Regions from separate parts of the Mus musculus genome. Here regions 1, 2, 3, 4, 6 and 7 are each linked to region 5. The links are chromatin contacts, called in public HiCAR-type and promoter capture Hi-C maps. All regions are on one chromosome and are shown on one strand. Each heading gives the region's core, a stretch centred on a gene start, on an enhancer-like site or on the middle of the called end of the contact. The rest is flanking DNA. Distances are from core to core; before and after follow the strand shown.

Region 1 (2,895 bases), core at 360-2,859, 1.7 Mb after region 5:
AGTGGAGACAGGAGAATCTCGCTATGTGGGCAGGCCAGCCAGTCTGCTACCAGCAACTGCCAACTGCAGACAACAAAGGACGCTGTCTCAAGCAAAGTATAAATGGGAAACCAAAACCGAGGCTGTCCTCTGACCTCCACATAGTCACCATGGTACATGCACAATGCCATCTCTACACACAAAGACACACACAGAGAGAGAAAGACATACACAAAAGCGCGCACAAGGGCACACACGCACAAAACAAAAGTTAAAGGAAGTAGATGTTAAAATTATTTCCATGAAGGTTCAAAAATCTAGAATATTCATCGGTAGTGCAAAAGCCACTTAATATTTTTTTATAAAAATTCTTTATTCAGCACAGCCCCTGGTATCACACCTGTAAAGCAACACAGTGGCATTTGCCAACAATTCCCAGATTCGGGAGTGAAATAAAGATCCCACTGTGCCAAGGACTACCCTCAGACCTCTGGGATTCTGCTTTCTTATCTTTCCACAGAATCAGTGAGAAGGGGCCCCTGCAGGACTCCCTCCCCTGGTGAGAACCCTAAACAGCACTGTTAACCTCACTTATAAGTTGGCTTGCTCACTGGCGCCATCTGGCCCTCAGTGGGGGCGCTGCAGGGAGTGCAGCGGCGAGAGATTGGAGAAATCCCCCTAACAAAGGCATACAGCGTCAAAGTTAAGGAGTGAGGAAAAAATGTCAATCTGTCCCTGACTTTTAAAAGCCGCCCTTAGATTGAAACAACCTTTCTCTCTCTCTGTGAAAAATGTCAAAGAAAGAATATCAAACAAAATATTCTGTTCAGAAGAAGTGCTGGGAGAATGGGAAATTAATGAAAGGGGAGATAGAAGAAAACCCTGTGCCTGTGTAAAATCGGTACTTCTTAAAGAGAAAGCTTTAAGGACCAGGAGTTACGCCACATATAACGCATTGCACGAGACTGAGAAAGACTGAGAAAGTGACATATTTAGGTTACAACGGCTCAGTCGAGCGAGCGAGCAAGGAAAGATGTCTTCCTCAGCTGGGCGGCTCTGCCACCATTCTTCAGCTCTCCCTGTCCCATGGCAAGCTTGTTAGCAGCCTGAAAGGGCCTCCCTGGTAACCGAAGGGCCTGTTCCTCCTGATGCATTTTGTAATACTAATTAACTAATTCCCAGCCACATAAAGGGAACCTGTGAAGATTCACCAGAGGCAAACTGCTAAGCAAATGATGACAGACTTCTCCATTTTCAATTAGACGGAGTGGCATATTGTGACAGCAACAAGTGGACCGGGCTTTCTAATGACAAGGGTTCTGTGAGGGTTCCATTCCTGGAAATGAAAAGGAAGCCTGGGCCACGTGTCTACCCTTGTGCACATCAAAGCAAAATTCTGCCTTTGGTTCTGTTTGTGTGCCACCGAATGTAAGATTTAATCCGAAATGCCGCCTTTTGAGACTGCTTCTGTTCTCTGGAAATGTCTGACAGGACACGGCACAGGGACCAGAGAGAACAGCCAGCCTAATTAAACCGGTACAGGTAGCACTGCGCTCAGCCACAGCAGCCCTGACTCCAGCCAGCCCCACCCTGCACCAACCGACTCCACTGTTTGTGTTACAGATCTCTTGCTCACATGGCAACTGTTGCTATGTTTGCAGTAATAAGTGGGTGATGCTAGTGTCTCAGTAATGACTGTGTTACAAGAGCCATGATTTCCAAATGGGTTTTTGAAGCTGCTCACACAATGGCACTGCACAGAGTGACAGCTTTAATTTCCATAGATTCTCTTTCTTTTCACCTTTAGTATCTTCTGTATGGACCGAATCTAACCCCCGTAGAATAGCAAGAGTGACAGCTCTCTTCCTTTGGCTCACTGATATTTAAAAAGGATGTTTGTTATTCTAAAGGAGCATTGTTTCTTACTATCTCTTTAGAATCTATGGTATTCAGTATTTCTTCTACTTAAGTAATAGCAATTAAAGCTATCAGAAAACATTATGGGCCCAGGAAGAAAGCCGCTCCTGTATTAACTACAGGAGAGAGAACAGCATCTGCTATTAATATCTATGACATTAGCTGGATGCCCACATTAATGAGCAGATGTTTGAAGAGCTTCAATCTCAAATAAGTCTGAAAAATTCATGAGTGGGTATTTTCCATGCTGCAGATTCTCTTTCACAAAGACAGTGAGCAGATGAAATCTGTTTTGTTTCCTGATCGTGATGAAGTGCTTCCTTCCCAGTAAGTGTTGTAGCACTGCTCCTTCGGCAGAGGTGGGCCTTATCTCAGCTCTGGGGGAAATATCTAGAGTGGGTAGCATATCATTGCTATGCCCACTGATAATAATATCAAACTAGCCAAACCATGGAAGAAGATACATTGTGTACTCTGATCATTAGCCACCTTGGTTGAGACATTGTGAATTTTTTCTAGGCCAGTTATAACACTGCCAACCACAGCTCTTCCGCGTGGCAGAACCATCAACCTTCAATCAGTATTCCCCAAATGAGCAGGCTGAAGCCAGAAAGGATGAACAACCTGCTGGAGGCTTTACAGTTAGTGAACAGCAGGGCCATGATCTGAGCCTGGATCCAGTTGACTCTAAAGTGTGTGCTTTTCACTCCTTGCTGAGGAATTGTGACAAAGAGGGGGGCTGTTCTCATACTACTCCCCCACATGACCACAAAATCCCTCCCTGTGTGGGGTTTCAGGTTTCAGGACCCACCTCCATACTGAGGCAAGTGAGTATGCACTTGATTCTCACTGTGTGGCCCCAGGCAGCAGCTTCCACATCTGTGGTAATCTGTTGGAAAGACAGACCGGCCCAAGGAGACAAGCTAGCCTCAGTCTGCTCTTTAACTAGCATCATACAGGTACGTGCCTGAGAATGTACAACAAGATCAAAGGCATGCC
Region 2 (2,782 bases), core at 281-2,780, 1.4 Mb before region 5:
CTATCTCCAGCATCTACCTTTGTGCTGCTGTGTATCTGTAATAGCAGCTCTCCTACTGTAGAAGACAGAGAATCCACTGAAGCTCCTGGGTGGTCTAGCCTGGGGTAAGCAGTGCAAAGACCCTGCGTCAACAGGGAGGTGGAAGACTGTCCTCTGACCTCTATGGGTGTGCCACACATTCCTCTGCACTCTCAAATACGATAAACAGACAAGTATACAAACAAATAGAAAACATCCATGTTTGTATAACCCAGGGCTTACCAACTGTACTTAGAACTGGACTCAGAACTGTTTCAGGCCCTTCTACTCCTCGGTGTTTTCTGTGATCTCATCAAAATGTACTTACGTCTTTAGAGATGGCTCAGGGAGCAAGAGCATTGCCCGCAGGAGCATTGGTTCCAGAGCACCAGGGCTTGGCTTTCTCTCCCACACGCAGATCACATCTGTTTCCAAATGCAGTTCCAGGGGAATCCAACAGCCTTTCTGACCTCTGTAGACATCAAGTATGCATGTGGTGCAATACACACACACACACACACACACACACACACACACACACAAACACATCGTTAAAATATACTCAGGCTGAGAACATACTTTAAAAGGAGAAATACTAATCAAGCAAGCATGGTAACCCGTTAGTGTTTCAGAGGCTACCCGCTTCCCCTGTGCCTCTGGCAGTGTACACTTGGTTCTGGAAGGTGATTGTGTCTGGAGCTAATTTGAAAAGCATACTGATTGTGTTTGCTCTTCGTAGCTTTTCCAAACCGTAGCTTTTAAAATCAGTTGTTTATTCCTTAACACCTTCCAAATTCGTTCAACAGTGTTTCAAAGTTTTAGGTTCGGGCTGGTGAGATGGCTCAACAGGTAAGAGCACCCGACTGCTCTTCTGAAGGTCCTGAGTTCAAATCCCGGCAACCACATGGTGGCTCACAACCATCCGTAACGAGATCTGACTCCCTCTTCTGGTGTGTCTGAAGACAGCTACAGTGTACTTACATATAATAATAAGTAAATATAAATAAATCTTAAAAAAAAAAAACAAAAAAAAAAACAAAGTTTTAGGTTCGACTTCCCAGGTACAGAAACTCCTTAAATTCCCCAGTTCTCGGACAAGGTGTAAAATTAGGTCAAAGCTACGTCTTTTTGGGAGCAAAGCTTGGGCCTTAAGGCCTGATCTTGGCCAGAGTAGAGACGCGGGCGCTGGTGGCACAGCTGTGGCGGTCCTCAGATCCGAGGGAAGCACCTGCCTGCGTGACCCTTGCCGGAACTCTGGGGCCACGCGAGGCTGCTGGAGGTTGCGTCCCTATCCTGCAGACAAAGGGGATCTCTGGGCTGAGTGCTGCACCTCAGTGCTGAGGTGTCCCACGTGGGCACTGCTCTGTGCCACTGGGAGGCGGGGCAGGAACGATCGGGGCAACACCTCCACTGCCGACCAATAAGCAGGGCCGCTGCCTAGGGACCAGCGATGATTGGTTGCGTCGGCCCCTCCCCACCCTGGATATAAGCGCCAAAGTCCAGAAGGTTTTAGCCAAAGCAACACCTCGCACTCCTGCCCCAGCATGCAGAAGGACGCCTCTTTGAGCGGCTTCCTGCCTAGTTTCCAGCATTTCGCCACTCAGGCCATCCACGTGGGACAAGAGCCTGAGCAATGGAATTCTCGTGCCGTGGTGCTGCCCATTTCGTTGGCCACCACATTTAAGCAGGACTTCCCGGGCCAGTCCTCGGTAAGCAGCCGGGCAGGGCTGGGCTGACTGTGGGAGCGCTCGGGACATGCGCTCTCTGCGATTTTCAGTTAAAAACCAGAACTGTAAGTTGTTGAATTCTGTAGCATCGAAGCTACCTGCAGCCAGTCCTACTTTGAAAAATGAAGGCTCTTGGGCTGGTGAAATGGCTCAGCAGTCGTGCTGACTAGTTTTATATCAACTTGACTCAAGCGAGAGAGGAGGGGACCTCGATTGAGACAATGCCTCCAGTAGATCAGGCTGCAAGCAGGCATTTTCTTAATTAGAGATTGATGGGGGAGGATAAGTCCATGGTGGGTGCCCCCCCCCCCCAGGCTAGTGGCCCTGCGTTCTATAAGAAGTTGGGTGAACGAGCCAGTAAGAAGCCACCTCTCCGTGGCCTCTGCATTAGTTCTTGCCTCCAGGTTCCTGTCCTAACTGCTTTCCATGGTGAACTGTTAAATGGAAGTAAAATAAAAAACTCTTTCCTCCCCAAGTTGGTTTGGGCATGGTGTTTATTACAGCAGGTATATAAAGGTGCTTGTCACCAGACCTGACTACTATAATTCAATCCCATAATCTATAGGATGGAAGGAGAGAACCAACTCCTGTAGTTGTTTTTTTTTTGTTGTTTGTTTGTTTGTTTTTGAGACAGGGTTTCTCAGTGTAGCCCTGGCTGTCCTGGAACTCACTTTGTAGACCAGGCTGGCCTCGAACTCAGAAATCCGCCTGCCTCTGCCTCCCAAGTGCTGGGATTAAAGGCATGAACCACCACCTTAGTTGTTCTTTGATGCACCCAAAGGCTTGCACTCTCCCTCTCTCTCCTTCTCTCCCCCCTCCCTCTCTTCTCTCTGTCCCCAGTCTCTTTCACCCACTCCGTCCCTCTCTCCCTGTCCTTCTCTTCCTCCCTCCCCCCTCAGTCTCTTTCTCTTTCTCCTCTCTCTCACACACTAAACAATGAAAATCCTAGAATTAAGATTAGTTTCAGTCGGTATGTTCAGTTAATAGCTAATGTGTATTTATGTACCAAGTGCGTACTTAAAATCTATGTGTGTTAC
Region 3 (3,044 bases), core at 45-2,544, 2.0 Mb after region 5:
TGAGTCAACTCTCAAACTCAAGAGGAAAGACATATTACTAATGAAGTGCAGAGGGCCAAGGTTAGGGCTAGCGGCAAGGAACACTTGTTATCCTCTTGCTGAGGGCTTCATTTGGCTTTCCAGCACCAACTTGGTGACTCAGGCTCGAAACCTATTCTAACTCCAGTCCCAGGAGATCTAATACCCTCTTCTGTCCTTTGAGTGCACCAGGAATACACACGGTGTGGAAAAAAGAGCAAAATAAAATAAAATTGATTTCTAGAGAGAGTTTTAAATGAAGACTAAAAAAGAGGCCTCATAGTTATAAAATGTACTGCCACTGTTCCAGAATGGCTCATGGAAGCTTGTGGCTTACTATTAACTTGGAAACACGAATAAATGATGAAAATTAAAGTATCCAGTCCAAGTCTTCTGGCTATATGATGTTGTCACGGTCTTGCTTTCACACTGATCACTCTGTACCCCTGCAGCATCTCATGGACAGGGCAGGCCCCGCTTCAGTGTGACAGAATGCTGCTTGCTACAAGCTGCATTTCCTAGGGCAGGAGCCAGCGGGGAGTTATGGTGGCTTCAGGGGCTCGAGGTGGACACGAAGTCCACACAGTGGCCTCTGCACTTTCAATCATTAACAGGTCTTTTCTGGTCACAAGACTGAGGCAGGAACTCTGGGAACTGTAAATGCGCAAGATGTAGTTAACAATGTATTAGGTTTTTCTAACTCTGTCCCTCTCTGTGTCCCTCTGTCTCTGACTCTCTCTAGGTCTCTCTTCTTTCTTTTGAAGACTACTGTAGGTGGGTGCCACTATGTCTAAAAATAGGAATAACAACGCCCACTGCATACACACCGGAGGACAGAACACAGACCTCCTCTACCTGCACCTGGGAAGTTGTGAACCCGGAGTTGGGGCGCGAGTGCCTGGGTGGCGGCAGAAATCCCCAGGCATCAGTAGGCAGCTACCCCAGTCGGAACCACCGGCCGCCTGCTGTGCAGTTCTCCAGTGCAGATAGATCTCCTGGAGCCTAGAACTTGAAAGAAAGAAAAAAAAAAAAAAAAAAGCCTCCCGGCAGACAAGAGTAGGACCTTGCTTGCGGTCCTGGGTGACTTACCCTCCTCTAGAGTAGGAAACAAAACCTCCTAAGCTCCAGAAGGTCTGTGGGGAAAGAGGTGGGCTGGCTTTCCCTAACTTCGCTAGGCTCCCCCTCTCGGTTTACGCCTGTACGGTCTGGCGGCGCACGTCTTGCTCCTGGTTGCGCCAATGGGGAACTTTGGTCCTCTCCGGCCACCGTGGCGGCAATATGGCTGCGCCCATGGAGAAGAAGGCGCATTCCAGAGCAGAAAGCCGACCCCAGCTCGCTCGCTCGCTCATGGACCGTAGCGCGGAGTTCGGCCGGTGGAAGGCGCAGAGTCTGAGCAAGGCGGACCTTAGCCGCAAGGGCAGTGTGGACGAGGACGCGGTGGAGGTGGTGGAGCTCCTGAACTCGCGGGAAGAGTTTTTCACCACCAGCTCCTGCGCAGGGCGCATCCTCCTTCTGGACGGGGTGAGGCCCGGGCCGGGGGAGGCTGTGCAATGCTAATGCGTCCTCCGGGTGATGGTGGAGCTAGCTTAAGTGGCGAAGGCTGGGGATTGGATTTACAGAGCGCTGGAGGAGCTCGAGTCTCCAAGTCCCTTCGGTCACGCTCGCCCTCGAGCCGCGCTAACCCAATCACTGTCGCTATGAGATGGGCGCCCGAAGGTTAAGGGGTCGCTGCCCCCTGGTGGCCGGTGTCATTATTACAGCCCTGGGCATTTTAGCTCTAAATGAAACAGTACTGTAGATACATGGTCAAAGCCCCTGGCTGCACGCTCTCATCCTCTTCCTGTCCCACAACACAGGATAACTAGACAACACGTGAAATAGGGTAATTTATTTCCAACATTTCTCATCGTGCCTGGCCCCATATTGCTGGTTAAAAGTCGCTAGGTTCCGCTTGGTTCTTCACGTACTGAAGTCCCAGATTATCGAGGTCTGTTCATGTTTATATTGCTTCCACCACTCCCGTTCTGTTCATGGACACTCTTGCTCACAAGCTAGCTGCCCACACCTCTTCTACAACTGCCCTGCCTGGGTTTATTCAGACGAGTCTCCAAAACACTGTTGTCTCTTCTCCAAGCCATGTTTCACAACACATTCATATGTATATGCATATGAGGGATGCATACACATATATGTATAATATATTTATAAATGTATAAATATATATGTATATACTATGTGTAAAATATCTATAATGAAAACATATTATAATTATGATTATACAAAATATAATCATAATAGAATATGATATATATTTTATATATTTTCATTTTTAAGCAGAATTTACTTTAGAAAATCCAAATTTATATTGTTCTGTAACCTGCAATCCTTTCCTCATTTTAACCAACTGCCAAGATTGAACTATTTTCTTTAGTTACTTGTCTTTGTCTTGTTCCTGTTCTTCATTTAGGAGTGGCAGAGTACTGAGAACCGAACTTAGGGTCTCGATCATGCTCAGCAAACACTCTACCACTGAGTGAAACTTCCAGCCTCCTCCCTACCTTTTGTTTTTTTTTTTTTTTAAACCTTCTAAAACAGGATCTTTCAAAGCTGCATAGACTGATCTTGAACACATTTAATAGACCAAGAACTCCTGGAACCTGTGGTCCTCCTGCCTCAGCTTCTGGAGTAGCTGTCCTATAATGCTTCCCCTATATCTACATAGCTGAGACACGACTCTCCAAGCTCCACTGTTATGCCAGACACAGAAAGAGGTGCAGACAAGCACAGTGCCCACTTAAGAGTGGCTGTCCATTCTGAGTTGTCATAGGATGCTTTCTGAACCTTGTCTAGCTTATGTATCTTATACTTGGTGGCTATTTATTTTTACTCTGCTTTATTAGAAAAGAAGGAAAGTGAAAAAAAAAATCAGGGTGGAGAAAACATAGGTAAGCCAGAGATGTTCCAAGTCGTGGTGTGACATTGTGTACATTTGCTAAGCATAAACCACTCATTTGGCTCGGAGGTTG
Region 4 (2,750 bases), core at 157-2,656, 1.5 Mb after region 5:
GAACCACATACATGATGCACAGACACACAACAATTTCTACTATATTTGCACTAGTTTATTCTACATATCCAATATTATTACAGGTCTTCTCTTATGACTTCACTATGCTTCCCCATACATACCTTTCCTCAGCTCATTTAAATGTCATGTCATCCACTTTCAGCATCTTTTAGTAATTTCTCTCACAATCCACACTTATTTATTGGACAGGTGTTGTTGGTTAAGTGTTTCTATAATCTAAGCAATTTCTCTCCATCTCCCATTATTATCTTTTAAATTTCCACCAAATCTTTCCTGTTTGTGTTACTTTAGTAGACTCCAAATAAAGCTCTGCTTATATTCTTGCCATACCCACCAACATACTTCAGTGTGTCTGTGCCCTTTAAACATAAGGCAGGTCACCAAAAACCTGGGATGACTCCAGTTCACTCAAGACTATAAATTACAAGCTCTGACTGCTATTGCTGTTATTATCTATCGGGCCTTTCTGTATTTTCTTAATTTCCTTCAGCCGGAGTGTATTGTGAAACAGTTATCTCCTCCCCACAAATGTGTCCACTTTAAATACAGAATTAAATGCTGAGGTCAAGGCTTTAAGTGAAAAACTAAGCTTACTCAGAAACTTAAAAGTTCATAGGGAGCTGCTATGCAGAATTCTGAGTTAGATTTTAAAGAAGAGAAGCTTCTCAAGTCAAATTGTAGTGGTAAGATTTCTGGGTTTCAGACTGAAATGGCTTCCTCAAATAGCGTTCCTCTCTATGTACTATGTGAAAGATTAAAGAGATCAACCTGTAGTACTCGATATAAACTTATGCACTCTACAAGAGAAACACATATAACCACTCTATGAAAGTGTATTAAGTAAGACTGGTTCTTTCCAATATCTGGCACCTTTGGTTGAATCTCCTTGAAGCAAGTGAACACAACAGAGTGTGCAGTGCTGGCTAAAGGCGCTAGTTCAGTACTGGGCCTGGGAAGTTGGACAACTGAAGGGTGCAGAGTAGTCTGGCCCACCAGAAAGCATCCCACAGAGCCGAGCCTCTCTCTGGTTCAGGGGCCTGGCCTCCCTGGGAGGCTTCTGACAGGAATAGGAGCTCCGTGCGGGCAGGTCACCTCAGCATCTGGGTGGTGGATCCACTAATGGTGGGTGGGTTGGTCTTCTCGGTCGCACCGCGGGTTGTCAGACACGGTAAGGCAGGAACCCAGAGCTCCGCACAACCCGACCCCGCTAGGTGCCCGCCCATCTGCCCCACAGATCGTTGCCCAGGAAACGCCGCTTGCGCACGCTCACGCCATCCTAGCTTTTCAAGTCTCAGGGCGCTTCCAGGGCCGCGGTGACGTGGAGAGCATGGAGGAGGCGGGGCGGGGCGGGGCGGGGCGGGGTTTGGAGTGCGCGTGCGTGCTAAGTGTGCTCCCGGAAGTCGGCCATGGCGTCTCTCCGCGAAGCCACCCTGCGGAAACTGCGCAGATTTTCTGAGCTGAGAGGTACCAAGGCGGAACTGAGTTCTCTGCCCCCCTGCACGGAGAGCGCCTTCCCAAGGACCCCGCGCAGCTTCCTGTCCGATACCCCTTCCTGTCCGCTCCGTCCTGGCCAGGCCAGCCAGACTTTTCCCTTTTTCCCTTTTCCTCCTCTCTGTGCGAGCCTAAACTTAGATGTCAGGAAGGAGCAGTAAGAGAATTACCAACGGGAAGTAACACTGGCTTAACTCAGTGGTAGAAGACCTTTTGCTTAGAGTCTGCAGTAGTCGTTACCTTGTTTCTTTTCTTTTCCCAAGCCCCGCTGCTTAACTCCACTTTATTCCAATGTAAACCCCAATACGGAGGCAATCATGGCTTTAAATTTGATAATGTAAGTTTGGGGTACAGCTGTCTGGTAAAATTGATATTTATGAGTGCCTAAAATGTACGGTCTTATATTTGGATACCAGAATGATTGGAACTATTAAATCCAAGCTAACATGTCTGTCTCTCTCCTCTCCTTCTCCCTCCCCTTCCCCCTCCTTTCCTACCTATTCCTCCTTCTTATCTCAGTCCCTCCCTCCCTCTTTATCTTTCCCCTCCCTCTCATTCTCTCTCAACTTGTTAAAAACCTTATTAATATTTTTGCTGATTAGAGGGTTCCACTGATTCTTGAAAGTGCAATTTGTCATTTAATGAGTTCATTGAGAAGTTTAGTCCTGGGGTTTGTGTTGTATTCTGATTGCTTATATAAAGTGTAGTTTGATCATCGTTAATAAAAATATTAGAAGCTAGGACTGGTGTCGCAAGTCTGTACTGTCATCTACTTGAGACGCTAAGGCAGTAGGAACGAGGTTCAAGACCTACCTGGATTGCACAGACAAATAGACGATGATAATTGATAGACAGATAGATAATAGGTAGATCGATCGGTCGTGTGGTAGATAGATAGAAAATAAATATGAGTTCAGAGCCAATCTGTCAAGTAGTGGAAGAGTCCATGATTCACTGAAGAATGAGTCACCAAAGAATGATGCCCCAGATTCCAACAGTATGTAAACACAAAGAGTATTTATTCTGCAGAAGTCCAGCCTTCTGGGTCTCCCATTGCCAAGATAGAGAGACCCTGAAGTGAACTCGCAGGACCAATTTCAAGCACATTAGAGGAGTTCTGGGTTAGGTAGGCTTTGCCTTCCTCTATCTCTAGTCAAGTGCATTAGTGAGAAGGGGGGAAGTATAGAATAGAACTTCAATCTGTAACTGAATGTGAACAATCACTTGCAATAGCTTAC
Region 5 (2,740 bases), core at 130-2,629:
AAGTGCATGGGAGGCAAAGCTGGAGACAGATGATGGTCTGGGAGGGGAAGACAAGGGCTATGGTGAGGACCGGAAATTAGTGGAAAGGGAAATCTGGAAAAACAGGGAGAATAAGGAATGACAGGAACTAAGGTGTGAGGGAAACACTGGGAACACTATAGCATAGGAGTAAACCAGAGACTGGAGGCAATAGGGGTGACTGAAGAGGGAGTTGGAGAAATGGGATAGGGGACAGAGGAAGAGGGAAACACAGAAGGAAAGCAGCTACAGGAGGGGGAAAAAAGCTGAATGGAATATTTGGATCTTACTGTTCAAGTGAGAGGGAAAATAAATGGAGCACAGAGCCAGCAGTTGAGAAAAGTCGCTTACGGAGTGAAGCAGAAACAAGCCCTGTAAACTTGTCAGACTCCTGGAGTACCGCTGGCAGCAGAGCGGAGACCTGGCTCCAAAGTGGCACCTGCCCCTCCTTCAAGCCCCACACTTCCTAAGCCCGGGCTGCTTGGAAAGCGCTTTTCCCTCTCTCCCTAATCCAGCCAGACCCCTGCCCCGGGGTCCGAGAAGCCCAGGAAGGGTCATGCGTGGCTAGCCTGAGGTGTGGTGTTTTTGCTCGTGAGCAACAGCAGGATTCACTCTGGGTGTAAAGCAAGGTGCAGAGAGGGAAAGGGACGGAAAGACAGACTGAGGCAAGTGTAGAGAGGGCGCGCGGTCCCTACCTGAGCACCGCTGTGTCACCTTTCCTCACCAGCATGTTGTCCACGGCCGCCCAAGGGAAGTCCACGCTCTGCCCGGCCGGGAGGCAAGAGCACAGGCTCAGAAGCACCGCCGCCAGCCACTGGTTCGAGCAACAAGCGCCCTGCGCCAGGAGCACCATGTCCGTGCCTGCCAGGCTGCTCGCTCTCCGGCAGCGTCGGCTCCCACCCCCTGCTGCTGGCGAGGCTGCCCGATAACCAGGCGGCGCGCCACACGAGATTTTTTTTCCTCTTTTCCTTTTTCTGAGTGGGTGGGTGGGTTTCTTCTCTTTCTCGCCCCCTCCCTAGTTGTCGGGCGTAGTTTCCCTCTTTCCCCGGCCTCGCCTCCTTTCTGCTCCTCTGCAGCTTGCCTTCCCTCCCTCCCCTCCCGCCCCCTGGCACCGCGCTCCACCTCCTTCGGGGCGCCCGGCCGCGTCCGGAGCGTGGCTAATCCCTGGCGGCCGCACACCGTCCTGCGAGGCTGCGAGCAGAGCGCGGGAGGCGGCGCAGGCAGCGCGGGGCGCAGCAGCGGCCGGCGGCCCCCGGGCTCGCGCGCGTTGCCAAGCGGCCGTTTCCGTAGCAACCCCGCCCAGGGATGGAGGACCAGGCAGGGAGGGGGGCCGGAGAAGCGAAAGAGATAGATCAAAAAGAGGAAAGAAGAGGGACTGGGAAGCTAGGGCGACTGAGGATACGCCGAGGTCTAGTCCGGCTTGGCAGCGCGAACTAGAGAGCTTTGCGAGCCGCGGGGCTGGGAAGTCAGGGCATAAGGGCCAGGCCTGCCCTCTGGTGCTTTCGGCTCCTCGGGCCCCCGACTTTAAAGTGCTCAAGTTGGGGTCGGCGCCATCATGACGCCTGAGACTGAGTGAGTTGGCTTTTTTTGTTGTTGTCTTGTATTTTTTTTTTAATCCTGACTAGCTAATAGCGCTGTTAATAAACTGCCAGTTAGCTCTCTCTTCTCTCTCTTCCTCTCCTCTCCTCTCCTCTCCTCTCCTCTCCCCTCCCCTCCCCTCCCCTCCCCTCCCCTCCCCTCCCCTCCCCTCTCCTCTCCTCTCCTCTCCTCTCCTCTCCTCTCCTCTCCTCTCCTCTCCTCTCTTCTCTCCCCTTCCTGTTTCCTTCCCTCCGTTCCTTATTTTTCCTTTAGTGGGGGTATTTCTTTTCACCCTCTCTTGGAGATAAGCAGGGATTGTGGCGGCGCTGCTGCTTTACGGGGACAGTATAGTGATTCGGGCATGCCGACCGAAAGCTAGTGCGTGTGTGAGTCCGCCTGTGCGTACTGGAGAACGCCTGCCCTTCTCTGTGCGTCTTGATACTAACTTGCGCATGAGTGTGTGTGCGCGTGTGGTGTCAGCACAGAGTGTCCACTTGTGAGAGGGAGATGGAGTGTGCAGGGCGCGTGCTGGGCCCGGGAGCGCGCGACACGCAGGCGCAACGGGAGGGATGGGCGGGCCTTACTGGGATGCAGAGTTGGAGGAGGCTGCAATCAGTGTTTTAATTGTGTGGAGCTAGGCGGTCCTGTTATGTAAGAGGCAGTTTAACCCATTTGAGCCTACTGGGCGGAAGGCTTGCGCATTCGGTTGAAGCCAAGGCATTCCTCGGCTTTAAAGAGTCCCAGTTGTATTTTTTTTTTTCACCGCCTCCCAGTTGGGGTGGACCTGCATCCTTTGAGCAGTAACCTCAACCCCTCAAGGGGCAAGCAGTGTCCCGCGGATCTGCTAGCCTACGCCCAGGTCAGGGCAAAACAGGGTACAAGGCACGGGGGTCACCCCATAGTCCACTCTTCCCCCCCCCCCACCCCCTTTCTGGCACTCATTTTCAACCCTAAGATCCTAGAGGTCTTCCAGGCGATTTGCAAATCAATGAGAGAATCTGAATCCAGAACAGCGATTCCAGTGCCCATGAGGAGTTTGGGAAGCTGGTGGTTAGAAATAACTTACCCTCACCACTTGGTTTCCCCCACCTTCCGCCTGTAGCGGTATTTACAAAACACATTCGTCTTTCACTGGTGCTCATTT
Region 6 (3,063 bases), core at 292-2,791, 1.6 Mb after region 5:
ACTCCCTCTTCTGGTGCCTCTGAAGTCAGTTACAGTGTACTTATGTATAATAATAAATACATCTTTTTTTTTTAAAAAGGTGTATGTATATGACTACATTTATATTATATATAATTTCACAGGTAAACATATATAGTTCTGGATTTCTGTGACAACAAGTACTTAAAAGCTGGTTCTACATTTCCTGCAACTATCATAATATCATTTGTTTTTATGGCTGAACAAAATTCCATTGCATATAAGTAACATACTTCATCCATTCATCTTGAAGTTCAATTATTAGTTAGGTACAAAACATAAAAATGGCTTTGGGAAAGTGGGGACATATGTTCCTGGGCCAGAACATGGTCCAAATACCTGATTGATTATGTGCAAGAACATGAGCTACACCGTTCAGCTAAAGCACTCGTCTGCACACGTTGGTAGCCCACACCAGTCAAAACGCACGCACACCCCCTTTTACCTTTAAGAAAGAATATTTAAACACAAGCTATGACTTCAGCACACAGAGCACTTTGCTGTGTCACCCGTAGCAGAAGGGCACCTCAATGATTATGAATGACAAGTTACTCTATCCTCCGTGTGAACCTGCTCAGGTGTTGCTGTCTGGCCTCCACTCCGACTTGCATTTCTGACTTGGAAGCCTGGCTCTTTGTCCTCGGCTCCCATAACTTGCGGGAGGAACCATTTTCTTCTGACTTTTCAGTTCCTACCCATTATCTAAACAGAAATTCTCCATCCGCCTCATCTTGACTTTCTCTGTGTGGATACTCCAGCGCCTCTACAGTCCTCACTGCCTAGTTTCCAGAGGCTGATTATGTCATAAGTACCCTCAGCAAACTTCGTCTGATTTAAGCTTCCCCAGCTGGGAACAGCGGCGCAGCCTGATTCTGTTTCCCTTCTCCGGTGCCATAAGACTATGAGGCCTGAGTAGTTAGTTCTCTGTGCGTCCACAGAAATAACTTAAAATGTCCTCTGAGAGCCACTTAAAATCTCTCCTCTCTTACCTGTTAGAACGACTCATTTAATTTTTCACTGCATCCACTGGTCCTAACAATAGTTGTCTTATGCAATACCTCATTTACGTAACCTCCCTTCGATACTAAGCCCCTTCATATCTGAGGGTCCATACTGGAATCAGCGGCACCCATCTGTTATCCACCGGTGTTGGAGAACAGACCTGCCGCAGGCCATCTCCTGTGTTGAGTACCATCAGAACCCTCAGCTCAGCCAGCCCACACCTGGAGGCGGGTTCTAAGCCACCTCTGAATCCTGTGTCTTTAACTGAGCACGGAAAGTTCCGAGCACGAGTTCTGTAAAAATCCATGTTCAATGTTGGTTTTCTAAGGGATTTGGTTTTTTGTCATTTTCCTTAACACAACAGAGCTACCCCTGAGCCGATGATCACATCCAAGTCAGGGCAGCCTGCTGCTTCGCTGGCTTGGAACTCTCTTTCCTTCCCTCACCCAGGAGCTGAGTGTGGAGGGGTAGGAAGGTTGCCTCTCTCTGCCAGTGCTTCCCCGAGGCTGCTGCGAGCTCACTGACCTCTAATTTGCTAGAGCTGCTGGTTCCCTACTCAGCTGTCTTCCATTCTCCAGAGACCCTGCCTGTATAAAGGAGGCTTTTGAAAATGTCAACAAAACCTTCTCTCTGTCTGGCCTCATTTCTCTCTGCTCTGGTTTCTTAGGAGACTCGGCGGATACCCCCTCAGTGTCTTGTCGATTTCCTGAGCAGCTAACCTTTCCGTAATGATATTAATGCTGCCGCCGCCGGCATCTCTGCCTTTCCCACTCCTCCGTTTCCAACCCCAGCTTGCTGAAATGCATTAATGTTGGATTCTTACAATTCTAAAGTTTCAGTACAATGTGTGAAAGGACCCAGAGTCAGAAATAATCGTTAAAAAGCGGGGAGTAAGCTTGATAACTTGATAATTCTCTCCTACTGGTTATATTTCTAGCAGCTACTACATAGCATGAATTTGACACATAAAACATAACAGTGCATTGATACCATTTGAAATACTTTCTATTTATAAATACTCAATCAGCCTGGGGAGAAAGCCACTTGCCAGGCACATAAACTATCTTTGCCTTTAGCTATAGTTGATCATGTATGGTAGTCTGCTAGCTGTGGGTATCATGCCTTTGAAAGTTCAGAGGACAGGGGAGCTGAGAGCCCAGGTGTAGAACCCAGTCAGTACACATGTGAATAATCTCCCCTCCTGTAATCTTCTCTAACCTGTTCCAATGGAACTTTCCTTAGCAAGAACTCTCAGAGAACAATTATACCTGACTTCTTGGATTTAAATGAGAGAATACATTAGCAATCATCATCTTTCTGAAAGAATATTTTACTATTCAATAAGGTTTTAAAAATTACTATACTTAAATTTTGTACAAGAGGGTTGAGCCTGCTACAGTGCATCTGCAGTTAGCAGAGTACAATTTGCAGGACTCTGTCAGTTCTCTCTTAGGTCATTTGGCTTGGTGGCAGACACTCGAACCCACTGAGCCATCTCTCCAGTACAACCTAATATTCTCCAGTGTCACCTGAGCTTCTGATGGTCTGTCATTTTGATCACATTCCCTTGGTTTTGCTTAGCATGCTGTTGATGAGTGAACTCTCACATAAGACTCTGGGGAATGCCTGGCTTACATATAGATATTTTCTGCAAAGAGTGGGGGAAGGTTGCAGACACATCCTGCCTTCATAGATATCTGCAATCCCCTTGTACGTCAAGCATCCATCAGCAATCCCATTGCGTAGACTCATGGCTGGGGCAGAATCTGACTTAAAGGTGCCTCCTCAGTGACTCTCCAGAAGACTCATTCACACAGTGATGGGGATGCTTATCTTGTCCTCACTCAGTAGCTGAGTGACAACCCTCATGATGCAAAAGAGCCATCAGCAGCACATCCTGGCAGTCAGAAAGTCTCAGATGTGTTTTCATGGGGACTATGTGAGGTGTCTGCATTCTTACGCAGTTTTCCTTCCCAGAGGCCAACCAGCTCGCCCAGCAGTACAGCTCAGCCAGCATCCAGATTATTGTCAAGACGATTATTC
Region 7 (2,717 bases), core at 201-2,700, 1.9 Mb after region 5:
GAGACCCCTGATTAAATAAAGTGAAGTTAAAAAGTTGTGGAGGCAAGAGCTTCAGTCTCACTATTGATGAACAAAGCAGCCCTTCTTCTAATTCAGGCTTCATACCTTGCTAAATATTCAGGTTCTAATACCAATGGCCAGTCACCTTTAGTACCACCCAATTATAATCTTCCTCTGTTTTCTCAGCTTCTGCCAGAGGAGTATGTGTGCAGGATGCTCCCCAGTCCCACTGAGGCTGGAGGGGTATGTGTGCTATGTGTGCAGGATGCTAGATGGCCCACCCTCAGTCTGAATGAGGCTTTAGGAGAGCAAGCTGGACATTTTTATACTCATCCATTTGCTATCCATTCCTATTTAGGGAAAAATGTATGTCCCTGGTTGGGATTTTGCCTGTAAAAGGAGTCCTTCCACAACCACTCTCCAGTGTCACATAGCCAGTTGTGATAACTTGGCAGACACACCATACCCTCCAGGCTCACCCAGCATTCATGATTGCATTTTCAGACAATGACTGAATATGTTTGTATTTGGCCTAGAAATGCAGACTAATTAATTAATTGAGAAGAAGTTGTATCTAGTGAATGATGTACACACCTAGCTCAATGGTCAACTTTTCAATAGATAATTTAAAATGTCAGCCTCGTTCTGCTCAGCAAGACTCGGTTTCTAGAGAAAGGATCCCAGTCTGTACAACCAAGACTGTGGTCTTACTCTTTATGTGTGTTTGGCGTGGGCCCATAGCCCTCCGTTGTTTCTAATGAGCCTTTGCTTCTATTGAGCACATGTGGCCCAACACAAAATTATACGTGTGTGTGTGTGTGTGTGTGTGTGTGTGTGTGTGTAAAATTCCGTTTTGTAGTTCCGAAGAGTGACATCCGTACATGACAACACAAGGTCTCAACATCAGCCCAGCTATAAGAGATCAACTGACCAGGCCACAAACAGAGGTTAGCAGAGCTTTGTTTCATCCACTTTCACCGTACATTTTCAGATTTTGTTTTCGGCAATGGGTGAGAAAAGGGTACGTGACCTGGGTGTGGTGACCAGACTACTTCCTTCCCTTTGTCTGTATCAGTTGTCATAGCTGACCTTCAGTGTCACTGTTGCTGACCTGTGATCTCTCTTGCTCACTGTCCATCACTGACCCCATTTGAATCACTCCATTAAAAGGTCATGCCATTCACCTAAACCTACCAATCACTGATCACTGTCCAGACCAGTCTAGCTTTCTGTCTTTCTTTTTTTTAAATGATGGGTAACCCCAGGTTCCTGGTGCAGAAGGTCTGCTCTCTGAATTCAGGGACTGGAAGAGTGCCCGAGAGGAAACAAAGCATGCTGTGTTTGTGTTTGTGCTGGATTGCTTCCCAGCTTCCACGCACAGCCGCTTCCTTCAGAGCCTGGTGCTGAGTCACTGTGAGCCCTGCTTTCCCAGATGCGGCTTTTCAGCACATATCCCGGAACCCTCACCACCCACCAGGCAGGATGTATAAACAGGGATCTATAGAAACGAAACTCAGCAGTTCCGAACAGTTCCTCCATCTGGCCCCAAACAGTATGTCCCATAGAAATCTGAAGCAAAGCAGAGGCACAATCACCGTCATTAGTCACCAACATTTATTGAGATTGCTGATATTTTTAGATCATTCTGTAAGGGAGGGTGCAGAGACGCTACTGTATTCAAAAGTCCCAAGCCAGCCAGAGATGTGCACGTACAGACCTTATGTGCCTATGTGAACTCACGTTTGATCTCTACCAATACCATAGTCTAGTTCACCCAACAACACTGTCCAGTCCAGTGTCTTTGTGGCTCAGTCCTTATAGGTGCTTGCACACAAGCTTGGCGACCAAGATCTCATGCATGCCTGCATGTTCAAACGCATTAATTAATTAAAATTGCGTTAAGGGTTCTGAGAGATGAGCAACAAGTAACACGCCAGCTCTTCCCAATTCTAAAATGGGAACCTCCCAAACAAGGTGACAGTCAGGGCCGGGAGCTCCTTCTGAAGGCAATGATCCCTGCTGGAGCCCAAGGAGGAGTTCATTTCTCCAGCCTACAGCAGTCTTTCCCCAACCCACTCCCCACCCGCAGCCCCCTCACCCTGTATCCCTTTGGGAGAGGTTGGGGTAGATAACTGTTAAGACTCCTGATGCTGCTTGGTCCACCTCCCCCAATATCGGCTCTGTCACTGGAGCAGGTAACCTGACTTCCTCTGCCTCTGTTCTTCCACTTTCACAAACACTGCCCTAGACACAGGTCCATCAAGTGCTCTGCCAGTGCTCTGTGTTGTTCCACAACAAAGATTATTTGACCTCCAGTTTCAAATAAAGCATTTCCTCAGTTCCATGTGAGGCTACATTAGAACGGCTTTAACATATGTAAGGTTCCAGCGCTCCTAATCTAAGTACATGTTCACTAACAAGATGCAAACCTTTTCCCAACCAACTCTCTCATGCCCTTCAGTGCCATATTGGCTTTTCTTCTGTACCTGTTCATATTGAAATCAACCGGGTGGGAATCTAGGATCATTAGGAAAACAAATCTCTGGTCATGTCTGAAAGAGAGCTTCTAGATTATGTTCATTCAAGTGAGAAATCCTGTTTTAAATCTGAGTGGCACTGTCCCATGAGATGACGGAGGCGTGGGCTTATATAAAGTAGGAAGCAAGTTGAGCACCTGCTTTCACCTCTCTGCTTCCAGATGTGGGTGCAAAGTGACC

Evidence for each region. Promoter capture Hi-C pulls out the DNA fragments that hold promoters and counts their contacts. HiCAR-type assays count read pairs that join an accessible place to other places.
Region 1: a contact with region 5 is called in a promoter capture Hi-C map of hippocampal neurons, with 16 times the contacts expected there. The contact joins the enhancer-like site here to the promoter of 4930570G19Rik in region 5. A contact is called at or near these places in 8 of 39 promoter capture datasets (the 3T3-L1 cell line, cranial neural crest, hippocampal neurons and 4 more), 5 of 484 Hi-C or Micro-C datasets (cerebral cortex, cortical neurons, forebrain and 1 more) and 9 of 115 datasets of contacts at active chromatin or transcription factors (SST interneurons, VIP interneurons, astrocytes and 6 more).
Region 2: a contact with region 5 is called in a HiCAR-type map of astrocytes, with 3 times the contacts expected there. The contact joins the promoter of Cth here to the promoter of 4930570G19Rik in region 5. A contact is called at or near these places in 1 of 39 promoter capture datasets (cranial neural crest) and 1 of 115 datasets of contacts at active chromatin or transcription factors (astrocytes).
Region 3: a contact with region 5 is called in a promoter capture Hi-C map of hippocampal neurons, with 12 times the contacts expected there. The contact joins the promoter of Tyw3 here to the promoter of 4930570G19Rik in region 5. A contact is called at or near these places in 5 of 39 promoter capture datasets (the 3T3-L1 cell line, cranial neural crest, embryonic stem cells and 2 more), 2 of 115 datasets of contacts at active chromatin or transcription factors (VIP interneurons and astrocytes) and 1 of 9 other capture datasets (embryonic stem cells).
Region 4: a promoter capture Hi-C map of hippocampal neurons shows a contact between it and region 5, with 9 times the contacts expected there. The contact joins the promoter of Fpgt here to the promoter of 4930570G19Rik in region 5. A contact is called at or near these places in 7 of 39 promoter capture datasets (the 3T3-L1 cell line, cranial neural crest, embryonic stem cells and 4 more), 3 of 484 Hi-C or Micro-C datasets (cerebral cortex and cortical neurons), 7 of 115 datasets of contacts at active chromatin or transcription factors (VIP interneurons, astrocytes, embryonic forebrain and 4 more) and 1 of 9 other capture datasets (pancreatic islet).
Region 6: a contact with region 5 is called in a promoter capture Hi-C map of hippocampal neurons, with 6 times the contacts expected there. The contact joins the enhancer-like site here to the promoter of 4930570G19Rik in region 5. A contact is called at or near these places in 7 of 39 promoter capture datasets (the 3T3-L1 cell line, embryonic stem cells, hippocampal neurons and 2 more), 1 of 484 Hi-C or Micro-C datasets (cortical neurons) and 1 of 9 other capture datasets (embryonic stem cells).
Region 7: a promoter capture Hi-C map of hippocampal neurons shows a contact between it and region 5, with 11 times the contacts expected there. The contact joins the enhancer-like site here to the promoter of 4930570G19Rik in region 5. A contact is called at or near these places in 8 of 39 promoter capture datasets (the 3T3-L1 cell line, cranial neural crest, hippocampal neurons and 3 more) and 2 of 115 datasets of contacts at active chromatin or transcription factors (SST interneurons and forebrain).

Annotation. Positions count from the first base shown.
Region 1 is chr3:154,815,610-154,818,504 of GRCm38.p6, reverse strand. All of the region lies in intron 23 of Tnni3k (TNNI3 interacting kinase), which reads left to right. Among named protein-coding and RNA genes, the nearest start is that of Gm20389, 110 kb to the right of the region's middle. Within about 2 kb of position 1,609, at least 90 of the 459 cell types and tissues checked have an H3K27ac peak or open chromatin away from gene starts, as enhancers often do. A contact at or near this core is called in SST interneurons, VIP interneurons, cerebral cortex and 7 more, where this site is marked.
Region 2 is chr3:157,923,811-157,926,592 of GRCm38.p6, reverse strand. It overlaps Cth (cystathionase (cystathionine gamma-lyase)), which reads left to right and starts at 1,530. Exons shown (of 12, transcript NM_145953.2): 1 at 1,530-1,727. The coding sequence starts at 1,563. 1810013D15Rik (a long non-coding RNA gene) reads right to left here and starts at 1,385. Exons shown (of 6, transcript XR_867796.2): 1 at 1,247-1,385; 2 at 347-490.
Region 3 is chr3:154,595,348-154,598,391 of GRCm38.p6, reverse strand. Tyw3 (tRNA-yW synthesizing protein 3 homolog (S. cerevisiae)) reads left to right here and starts at 1,294. Exons shown (of 6, transcript NM_172474.5): 1 at 1,294-1,539. The coding sequence starts at 1,366. Cryz (crystallin, zeta) reads right to left here and starts at 1,681. Exons shown (of 9, transcript NM_009968.4): 1 at 1,108-1,681.
Region 4 is chr3:155,092,034-155,094,783 of GRCm38.p6, reverse strand. Fpgt (fucose-1-phosphate guanylyltransferase) reads left to right here and starts at 1,406. Exons shown (of 4, transcript NM_029330.2): 1 at 1,406-1,485. The coding sequence starts at 1,428. Lrriq3 (leucine-rich repeats and IQ motif containing 3) reads right to left here and starts at 1,350. Exons shown (of 8, transcript NM_028938.2): 1 at 1,114-1,350.
Region 5 is chr3:156,560,326-156,563,065 of GRCm38.p6, reverse strand. 4930570G19Rik (RIKEN cDNA 4930570G19 gene) reads left to right here and starts at 1,379. Exons shown (of 4, transcript NR_040399.1): 1 at 1,379-1,590. It overlaps Negr1 (neuronal growth regulator 1), which reads right to left and starts at 1,272. Exons shown (of 7, transcript NM_001039094.3): 1 at 714-1,272. The coding sequence starts at 871.
Region 6 is chr3:154,926,444-154,929,506 of GRCm38.p6, reverse strand. All of the region lies in intron 17 of Tnni3k (TNNI3 interacting kinase), which reads left to right. Among named protein-coding and RNA genes, the nearest start is that of Tnni3k, 130 kb to the left of the region's middle. Within about 2 kb of position 1,541, at least 18 of the 459 cell types and tissues checked have an H3K27ac peak or open chromatin away from gene starts, as enhancers often do. A contact at or near this core is called in hippocampal neurons, where this site is marked.
Region 7 is chr3:154,691,109-154,693,825 of GRCm38.p6, reverse strand. It overlaps a transcript of Erich3 not described here. Among named protein-coding and RNA genes, the nearest start is that of Erich3, 19 kb to the left of the region's middle. Within about 2 kb of position 1,450, at least 151 of the 459 cell types and tissues checked have an H3K27ac peak or open chromatin away from gene starts, as enhancers often do. A contact at or near this core is called in SST interneurons, forebrain and hippocampal neurons, where this site is marked.